Linked DNA regions of Rattus norvegicus: region 1 is linked to region 2. A link is a contact called in public HiChIP or PLAC-seq data. All regions are on one chromosome and are shown on one strand. Each heading gives the region's core, a stretch centred on a gene start, on an enhancer-like site or on the middle of the called end of the contact. The rest is flanking DNA. Distances are from core to core; before and after follow the strand shown.

Region 1 (4,876 bases), core at 1,754-4,253, 69 kb before region 2:
TGCGTGTGTGAAGATGGTGTATTGCACTTGTGTGTATATGCATGTGGAAGTCAGAGGACAGCCTGCAGGAGTCAGTTCTCTCCTTCTACCCTGTGGGCTTCAGGAATGGAGCTCAGGTCATCAACCTTGGCGGCAAATGCCTTTACTCACTGAGCTGCCTCCCTGGGCCTCCTTCCTTCCTTCCTTTTTAAAGATTTATTTATTTATTTTATGTATGTGAGTACACTGTCGCTGTCTTCAGACACACCAGAAGAGGGCATCAGATCCCATTACAGATGGTTGTGAGCCACCATGTGGTTGCTGGGAATTGAACTCAGAACCTCTGGGAGAGGAGGTCAGTGCTCTTAACCGCTGAGCCATCTCTCCAGTCCTGTTTCTTTGTTTCTTTCTGATAGGCTCTTATTATATAGCCCTGGGTGACCTGAAACTCACAGAGTTTCTCTACCTGCCATGGTCTTCTGAGTGCTAGGACTAAAGACATCATCATCACGCCTTTCATCTCCACCAGACTCTTGGAGGCAGCTTCTCTCACTAACCCAGGGCTCACCCATTCAATTAGGCAAGAACTCAACTACATACACCCTGTCTCTGGTTCCACAGGCTGGGCTTACGGACGTTTGTAGCTTTTTAAGTGGGTGCCTGTGGTTAAATACGGGTCCTCGTGCTCACCAGCACCTCTCCAGCCCATTATGACAGGATCTGGAATCATCTAGGAGATTAGGGTTTCCAGATTGGGTTAATCTAGGTGGGAGGACCCACTCTGAATGTGGAAAGTGCTGTGCTATGAGCTGGAGTCCTGGAATGAACAAAAGAGGAGGCAAGATGAGCACCAGCATCCGTCTCCCTCAACTCCCGACTGTGGATACTGTGTGACCTCATGCTCCTGCAGCCACAGGTCTGCCATGACTGACTGTAGCTCACACCCTTGACCTGTGAGCTAAATTAAACCCTCTTTCCTCGAGCCATTAAGCAGAGTTTCTCCATTTCTTCAGTTCCTGCCTCCAGGTTCCTGCTTCGAGTTCCTGTCCTGGGTTCCCATCCTAAGGGACTGCACACTGTAAGACTAAGTAAGCCTTCCCCTCCACTCCCCGATGATGCTTTTGGTCTCGGCACTTACCACAGCAACAGAAAACAAACTAGGACACCTGCCCACCTTGACGCCATGAATTCCCACCTCAACCCAGGATCTGAAGCTCAGTCTATCGTCAAGCATGATGCGTGGCCCTGTGCAAGGTGTTCAGCCTCTCTGTACCCAGTTTCTTACAGACACAGTGTATGGCAAGTACTTCCTCCACTCTGGGAAAACTGAGTATGTAATGCTGTCCCCATTCACTGGGTTGCTTGAACAACTAAAAGAAAAAAGAAGCCATGTCTGTGGCAGAAATACCTGTGCCACGGGGTCCTTTATTTCTGCCTCGTTCAGTGCTGTTCAAGGACTCAAAACTGGTGTCTTAGTTGCCTGTCTTACTGTGGTAAAATAACTGACAAGAAGTTCCTTACTTACCTTTCTATTGCTGTGGTGAGACACTGTGGCCGAAGCAATGAATAGAAGAAAGAGTTTGTTGGAGGCTCACAGTTTCAGTCCAGGACCATCATGGTGGAGAGCACGCAGCAGACACATGACAGGTAGTAGGTGACAGGCAGGCAGCAGGCAGCCAGGGAACCAGGCAAAAAAGCAGACAAGCACAACACTGGAGCAGTGTGTGTATGTGTATGTGTGTGTATGTATGTGTATGTGTGTATGTGTATGTGTGTGTGTGTGCATGCGCGTGCACTCACCACATTCATGTGAGGGTCAGAGGAAGCTTGCAGGAGATGTCTTTCCTTCCAGCATGTGGATCCAGAGATCAGACCCAGGTCCTCAGGCTGACCAGTGGATGCTCTCACCCCCGTGGCTATCTCACCAACCCTAGTTTTTGTTTTGAAGCCTCAAAACTCACTATGTATCTTGGGATGATTTTGAACTCCTGATTCCCCTGCCTTCACATGATCAAAAGTGGAATAACACGCTCCATTTACATGGTACTGAGCATGAAACCCAAGACTTCCAACCTTCTAGGCAGGTTGAATACCAACTGAGCTACCTCCCCTACAACCAAGTCGCTGGTGCTTTGATTTGCAAGAAAAGGTGTCACAATTTAGAGCAGGCTGGCCTGAAACTCCAAGTAATTCTCCAGCCTCAGCCTCTTTAAGGTGGGCAGGACAGGCAGGGATCTACAGACTTGTAGAATGGTCAAGGCCCACTTCTCACTCTGGCGACCAGGGGGCGCTAGGAGCTGGTAAGTGGCAGGGCTCCTCACTCTCAGGTCCCGAAGGAATGCTGTTGGCGGAGGCGGCGGCGTTGGCCTCCATCCCAGAGCAGCTGCTGTGGCGGCGGCCATCCAGCTTGCCCTCCCCTCCCTGGGACCTGGGGATTTGAAGCTCAGAGGCACAGGCGGGAGGAGTGGACTTGCAAGGACTCATCTGAGCAAAGATGAGTGGCCTGGAGCTCCCACCGCCTCCAGGGCACTCGGCCCAGGGCTTCTCGGGAAAGGCTAGGCAGGCTGCACGTCCATTACCAATGTGCATGTAACTGGCAAGGGCCGATAATTGATTAAATACCTAGTCGGTCTAGCACAGAGCAGCAAAGTCTTCCCTAGCAACTCTGAGTTTACAGATGAGGAACTGAGTCTCCCTGGAAAGGCAGAAAGGCGCTGTTTCTGTCCAAGTGGACCCCGGCAAGAGTGCCTCAACGAAAGGTACCAAGTGTAGTCACTCCCAGCTCCAGCCCTGTTGTTCCAAGGGCATACCTCAGGTTGGCTTCTGTTTATGTTAGCCACGGAAGACCTTGAACTTCTTATTCTTCTGCCTCTACTTACTGAGCGCTGGGTTTACAGTTATGGACGCTGTACCTGCTTCATTTTTGATTTTCAAAATTTTCTGTGTGTCTGTGCATGCCCGCACATGAGCAAGGGCTTTGGCATGTCTGTGGAGGTCAGAGTGTTACCCATGGTGTGGGACCACGCCTTCCAGCTTGCTTCAGACTGAGTCTCTTGTTCTTGAATCTGACTTCCATCTCTTCCGAGGACTAGGAATTGCAGTCGCTTCTCCTACTGCTTCCTGCGTCGTGTGACTTCTGGGATCTGAACGCCGGTCTGCAGGATTTCAGCAAGGGCTTTCTGAGCTATCTCTGCAGTTCGGTTTGTACCTTGTAGCCTAGGCTGGCCTTAAAGTCACTGTAAAGCCCAGGCTAGCTTCAAACATACGATTCTCCTGCCTCAGCTCCCACAGCTGGATGAGCAGGTATGTACCCAGTTCCCAGAGGGCTTCGGCCTTTAATTTCCCTGAGGCGCTGGCCCGACTTCCTCACCTCTCTGGGAATCTGGGCAGCGAGGACATTCCTGTGCTGCCTGCTGCTGGGAGGGAGAGAGAATTCAGAAGCTGACTTTGTCTAATAGCCAGGCAGGATGACAGAGATTCTCGCCGCATTTGAACAGAGTTTCCAACCTGATAGTCCAGGGCTGCTGTGAGAGACAAAGCAGTGAGGACAGGGAAGGTCTACCAGCTTACAGCGCCTCTCGGAGGAAGTAGATTTAGCTGAGATCAGAAAGTCATTAACAGGCAAGGTGGCACAAGTAGTTGTGGGCCCAACTATTTGGGAAGGCTGAGGCAGGAGAATCCCCTGAACCGAGGATGTCAAGGCTAACCTGGGCAACATGCACAGGCCTTGTAACCAAAAATAAATAAATAAATAAATAAATAAATAAAAAAGGTAGGAGGTGGGGGTGGGGTGGGAGACATCTGGGGAATGAGAAGATGCTTAGTGGGAAGGGCTTGTCGCACAGTGTGAGGACCTGAGTTTGAATCCCCAGAATTGTCATCGAGTCAGACGCAGTGTCTTCTGTCTGTGAGTCAGTACTACACACATGCAGACTAAGACGCTAGCAAGTGCAACACGTGAAGGGACGGTGGGTTGGAGAGGAAGAAAGATGGCGCTGTTTCACAGAGGTGACTGCCTACAGAAAGGCCAGGAAAAGGCTGAGTGTGGTCACAGTGAGAGCAAGGTCGGCTTAAGTTACACAGTGGGACCCTGTCTCAAAGCAGGTGAGGCTACGGCTCAGTTGGCAGAGAGCTTGCCTAGCATGCACGAAGTGATGGGTTCTAATCTCAGCTCTGAATAAACCAGGTATCGTTACGCACACCTGGCGCTCTGGAGACGGAAGCAGGAGTTTAAGGTTATCCTCAATTATATAGTAATACCAAGGCCAACCTGGGCTGCATGTGTAACCCTGTCTTACAAATTAAATGAACAAACAAACACACCAACAAACCTAAGACCAAGTTTAAAAAAAAAAAAAGATCCAGTGCTGTGGTGCGCACTTTGATCCTAACATGTGGGAAACAGAGGCAGGTGGCTCTCTGGGTTTGAGGTCAGCCTGGTCTACAGAGTGAGTTCCAGGACAGTCAGGGAAACATATTTTCATAGAGAAATTCTGACTTGAAAACAACAAACAAACAAACAAACAAACAAACAAAACCAACTGTAGGGCCAAATGGGGAAAAGTGCTTGCCTTGCAAGCCTGAAGACCTAAGTTCGATCCCCAGAGCCGAGGTGAAAAGCCAGAGGCACTGTTACCCACCTGTAATCTCAGCACTTCTATGTGAGGTAGGAGGTGGAGACTAGAGAATCATCCAGAAGCTCATGGGGCAGCTAGCATGGAGTATGCAGCATCACAGAAGACAGATCCTGCCTCAACACGGTGGAAGGAGAGAAGAGACGCCCGAAGCTGTTCAAAGCCACACACACACTCACACACACTCACACACACACTCACAATCTCACATGAACATATATACATACACTCACACACATGCACACACACAATTACATGCACAC
Region 2 (4,844 bases), core at 971-3,470:
AGAAAGCAAGACGGATGATTGAGGACTGTCCATGGAGGTTGTCCTCAGGCCTTCACACTAAGGTGTGTGTGAATACATGGGCTTCATACACACACTTAAACCTGCCAGCACACAAAAAAGAAGTACAACTACCTCATCTGGGCTCAACACTTCATGAACACTCTATCCTATTTGAGAGTCTCATGTAGCCCAGGCTAGCCTTATACTTGCTGAGGATGATAACCTTGAACTCCTGATCCTCCTGACTCTACCTCCCCCGTGCTGGGATTACAGCTATGTGCTTCTCTGATTTTCTGATCTTCCTTGCTTTGGTTGTTCTACCCCCATCTCTTCGTGGTTTTATTCAGTGCTCCTTGAGTCTGTGCATGCTAGGCGAGCTCTCTACCCAGTGAGCCACATCCCCAGTCATGTTCTCTTCTTTAATTATCATAGTTCACGGAAGATTAGGGAAGGAGCTGGGTCAAAGATAGGAAGTTGCCATGCCCCAAGTACATACTTTCTCTCGTTTCTAGACAGTCTCAAACTCACTATGTAGCTAAGTATGTCTTTGAACTCCTGATTTTCCCACCTGTGCTTCCCAGGGTCTGGTAACAGTCATAAGCCACCATGTCTAGTTTAATTCAGGGCTGGAAACAGAACCCAGTCTTGTGTATGCAAGGCAAGCTCTCTACCTAGCGAGCCAGGTCTCCACTCCTGTGGCCCCGGGGTCTGAGTGCGGATCTTCCTTGGTTCTGCATTTCCACCTCACATACCCCAAGGCTTGCCTTTGGATAGAAGGGATGATTAGTATATAGCTTAATGAGGATGCTTTAATTAGCCAGGAGCTTGTTAATGAACGAGCGACTCAACCCTGTAAATTTCAGGTTAATTGACAAAGGTGTGAGGAGGGAATTCCATCCTGAGCTCGGCTCAGCTTTTACCCATCGTCATTGCCAGCACTCTGGTGGCTGTCGGGAAAGACCCCAGCTGATTTGCATATTCAGCAGCTCTAATGAATTGTTCTGTTTCCTCAGCGTCTACTGATAGCCCTTGCTCCCAGCTGAGGTGCAGAGGCCAACAAGGGGCTGCCTGGACTGCATAGGGAACCATTTGTGGGGATGCCCAGCCGGGATTGTGCACCCCGGCAGGCAGAGCTGAAGCAGGCTCTTCATGGAGCTAGAACACATCCAACTCTTGCTTGTCATTGTTGCAGCCTGTCTGTCTGTCCGTCCATCCTTTCTTCCTCTCCTCTTACCCCTTCCCTTCTCTTCTTGACTCCACCCCCCCTTTCTCTCTCTCTCTCTCTGTGTGTGTGTGTGTGTGTGTGTGTGTGTGTGTGTGTGTCGCCCTTGTTCACACAGGAAGAAGGATGTCAAGGTCCCTGCTCTCTCGGCATCCCCTACCCTGTCTTCTTCCCATCAGACAGGATCTCACCGACCTTGGAGCTGTACTGGAGCAAGCCCCAGCTTCCTGCTTGCAGCCCAGCAGTGCTGGCCACTGCATTACAGTGCACAGGATCATACCTGTGGCTCCTGGAACTCTGAACTCAGGTCTGCCTGCCCTAAAGATGCGCTTGTCAACAGATGTTGCCCCGGCCTCCCCAGCTTGTCTTCCTCCCTTCTTTCCCATTCTTTCTGTCTTGCTTTGTCCCTCTTTCCCTCCCTCCCTTCTTCCCTCCTTTCCTCCCTCTCTATCTTCCTTTCTTTTTTTTTTTTTTTTTTTTTTTTTGGTTCTTTTTTTCCGGAGCTGGGGACCGAACCCAGGGCCTTGCGCTTCCTAGGTAAGCGCTCTACCACTGAGCTAAATCCCCAACCCCTCTACCTTCCTTTCTTGAATTTTTGACAGAATCTCATGTAACCCACAAGTTTAAGGACACCCCGGCTACGTAATTTGAGGCTAGCTTGGGTTACCTGTGAAACTTGGTCTAAGCCTTGCCCCTCCCTGACCCCACCCCCCAATAAAATAAAAGGAAGTCAGCTAACTCTTCATCTCCCAGGGATCTGGATGGCAAGCCTCACTGCAGTGGTCTTTGTGGTGCTGGGGATGGAACTCGGGGCTTTGTGGACGCTAAGGAAGTGCTCTAGCCACTGAGCTGTAGACAGGAGACCCTGTGCCATTCGGGCCTCAGGCTCCTCTTGCCTTTGCTTGTGCTAGAATGACAGGCATGTATTACCACACCCAGCTGACAGTGGCCTTTTCATGTTCCTACAAACCAGCGCAGTCGAGCCTGGGATGCTCTCTGTCACTCCTTGTGGCTCACACAGCATCCACGCTTGCTTATTCATCCGAGCTAGAAGCCCTGCACCAGCCCTTCTTAGCTGTGTGACCTCGGACAAGCAGCTTAGCCTCTCTGAGCTTCACTCTAGTCTCTGCTGAAACCATTACTGCAGAAGTGGAAATAAACACGGACCCCCCACCCCCACCCCCATCCCCAGCTAGGGAGGGGGCGGAAGTCTGACTCCTCAGTGGTAGGAACTGCTCAGCTTGTAAGCGGAGTTCCAAGCTCCCCGTGACCACAGACGAGGGCTCTGTTTCCTGTCTTGGCAGAGCCAGGGAGCCTTACTGGGTCTCTTTGTCCCGCCAGCTCGGACCTCAATTCCCAGGCCTGTGATGGAAAGCACATGCTCTGGCCTGCGGCCCTCTCTCCTCCCCTCCTCTGCTCCCACTGAGGCTTCCTGAGTCATCCTGGCCTCCATGGCCCCTTCTCCCAGGCTCATTCCCACGCCTCTGGGGCGGCTGCTTGTGTGTCAGAGGGTGTTAGTGTGGTTCCATGGGTGTGTGTATGGTTTCCCTGCCAGCGATGGGAACTCGGGGGTGACTGCGCCCTAACTGTGCTTCTGTGGTGTGCTCTGCATTAACTGTGCAAGTGAGTTCACATGTTAACCATGACTCTTGGAGATTTAACACCCCCCCAGCCCCCCGGCTTTTTTTTTTTTTTTTTAGATAATCCCGAAACTGTGTAAACCAGGCTGGCCTTGAACTCACAGAGATCCTCCTGCTTCTGCGTCCTAGTACTGGGATTTAAACCACGACACACCATGCCAGACCCTGAATTTTTTCAGTCGTTACATTTTATTTATTCTGTGGGTGGTGGCTCATTCTTGTCCACAGCATGGCTGTGCAGGTCAGAGAACAACCTGCAGGATTCGGTTTTCTCCTTCTACCGTGAGAGTTCCAGGAATCAAATTCAGGAGGTTAGGTTTACAGGCAAGCCCCTTTCCATGCGGAGCCCTTTCGCCTGTCCTGGCTTCTGTGTGCATGTGATGTGTGCTTTGTGCATATGTGTAGAGGGTATATGTGTGCGTGTGTGCATTTGAGGGAGTGTGCACCTGCCTGCTGCATGTAAGACATCAGAAGGTCTCCCCTCTTGCTCCTCATCTTCTTAACTTGAGACAAAGTCTATCACTGGACTGAAGCTCATGTTGTCTGGCCAGTATGCTCTCCAGATCTGCTCGTCTCAGCCCCCAAATGCTAGGGTTACAGGCCCAGTTTTTTACTGGGGTCCTGTGGTTTCGAACCCAGTCTCCTTGTGCATGTACAGCAAGCCTTTTTATCCACTGAACCATCTCTTAGACCCTCTTATGGTTTGTTTGTTTGTTCTTGAACTTTCTGTATACGTGTTAACCTGTGCACACATGTGGGGCGGGGCGGTGTGTGAGCACAGGTGTGGAGACAGTTGCCTCACTGCTTTGTTGATTTCGTAGTTACCCTTTGGTTGTGTCACTTATGTAAATATATTCGGATCATGAGTACCCCTGTGCCTTCTGCTGAACCCCTCGTTCGTTTCCAACAAGACCTCCTCCTACTTTTACTACCTTTAAAAAAAGATTTATTTTACTTATTATATGTAAGTACACTGTAGCTGTCTTCAGACATTCCAGAAGAGGGCATCAGATCCCATTATAGATGGTTGTGAGCCACCATGTGGTTGCTGGGATTTGAACTCAGGACCTCTGGAAGAGCAGTCAGTGCTCTTAAGCACTGAGCCTTTTTTTTTTTTTTTTAATTATTAGACATGGTCCCTCACTGAACTGGGAACTCACTGATCCAGTCATGCTGGCTGGAGACTGAGTCCCAGGGAGCCTATGTCCCTGCCTCCGTGGTGCTGGGATTACAGGTGACTGTCACCACACCCAGTCTTGAGGATTGAATTTAGGCCTTCACACTTCTGCAGTGATCAGTCTACTGACTGAGCCATCTCCCCAACTCCTGGTTTTTGTTTTTGTTTTCTGTTTTTTGCTTTGCTTTGGTTTTTCCAGACAGGGTTTCTCTGTGTAGCCCTGGCTGTCCTGGAACTTACTAAATAGACCGGGCTGGCCTTGAACTCACAGAGATCTTCCTGTCTCTGCCACCCAAGTGCTGGGACTAAAAGTGTGTGCCATCACTGCCAGACCTGTTGTTTTGTTTTCAAGACTGGGTCTCGAAGTTCAGCCTGACCTCAAATTCACTCCTTGGCTGAGGATGACCTTGAACTCCTGATCCTCCCGCTTCCACCTTCTGAGTGCCGTAAGACAGGCACGCACTACCACCCTCACTGTGACTGCCTACGCTGTGATGTTTGCACATCAGTTGCTTAAGATCCTGCCAGAGCAGCTGGAGGCCAAGTTCCCATCTCTGTAACTGGGTCAACCAACTCATGCATGTGCCTGACGCTGGCAGGTCCCCCAGTTCTCAGGCAGCAGTGGCTAGACACTGACAAATGACTAAAGGGAGGAAGAAGTCTGTGGTGAGCCCAAGGGCCTGGGTGAAACTCTAGCCTCCCTTGAGAACCCCTTTAGGGACACAGATGAGGCCTGTTCTCCTTGCTAGGCAGGGGGGACTGGGAGACTGATGTGGAAGCTATCTGGCAGGATCCTGAGGAGATG

Evidence for each region. HiChIP or PLAC-seq counts read pairs in DNA pulled down with a chosen protein or histone mark.
Region 1: a contact with region 2 is called in an H3K27ac HiChIP or PLAC-seq map of oligodendrocytes, with 7 times the contacts expected there. The contact joins two enhancer-like sites. A contact is called at or near these places in 3 of 12 Hi-C or Micro-C datasets (Schwann cells, hepatocytes and psoas muscle) and 1 of 1 datasets of contacts at active chromatin or transcription factors (oligodendrocytes).

What each region holds. Positions count from the first base shown.
Region 1 is chr8:27,640,403-27,645,278 of GRCr8, reverse strand. No RefSeq gene overlaps it. Among named protein-coding and RNA genes, the nearest start is that of Rdh8, 13 kb to the right of the region's middle. Within about 2 kb of position 3,003, at least 36 of the 93 cell types and tissues checked have an H3K27ac peak or open chromatin away from gene starts, as enhancers often do. A contact at or near this core is called in Schwann cells, where this site is marked.
Region 2 is chr8:27,571,022-27,575,865 of GRCr8, reverse strand. No RefSeq gene overlaps it. Among named protein-coding and RNA genes, the nearest start is that of Olfm2, 34 kb to the right of the region's middle. Within about 2 kb of position 2,220, at least 24 of the 93 cell types and tissues checked have an H3K27ac peak or open chromatin away from gene starts, as enhancers often do. A contact at or near this core is called in Schwann cells, where this site is marked.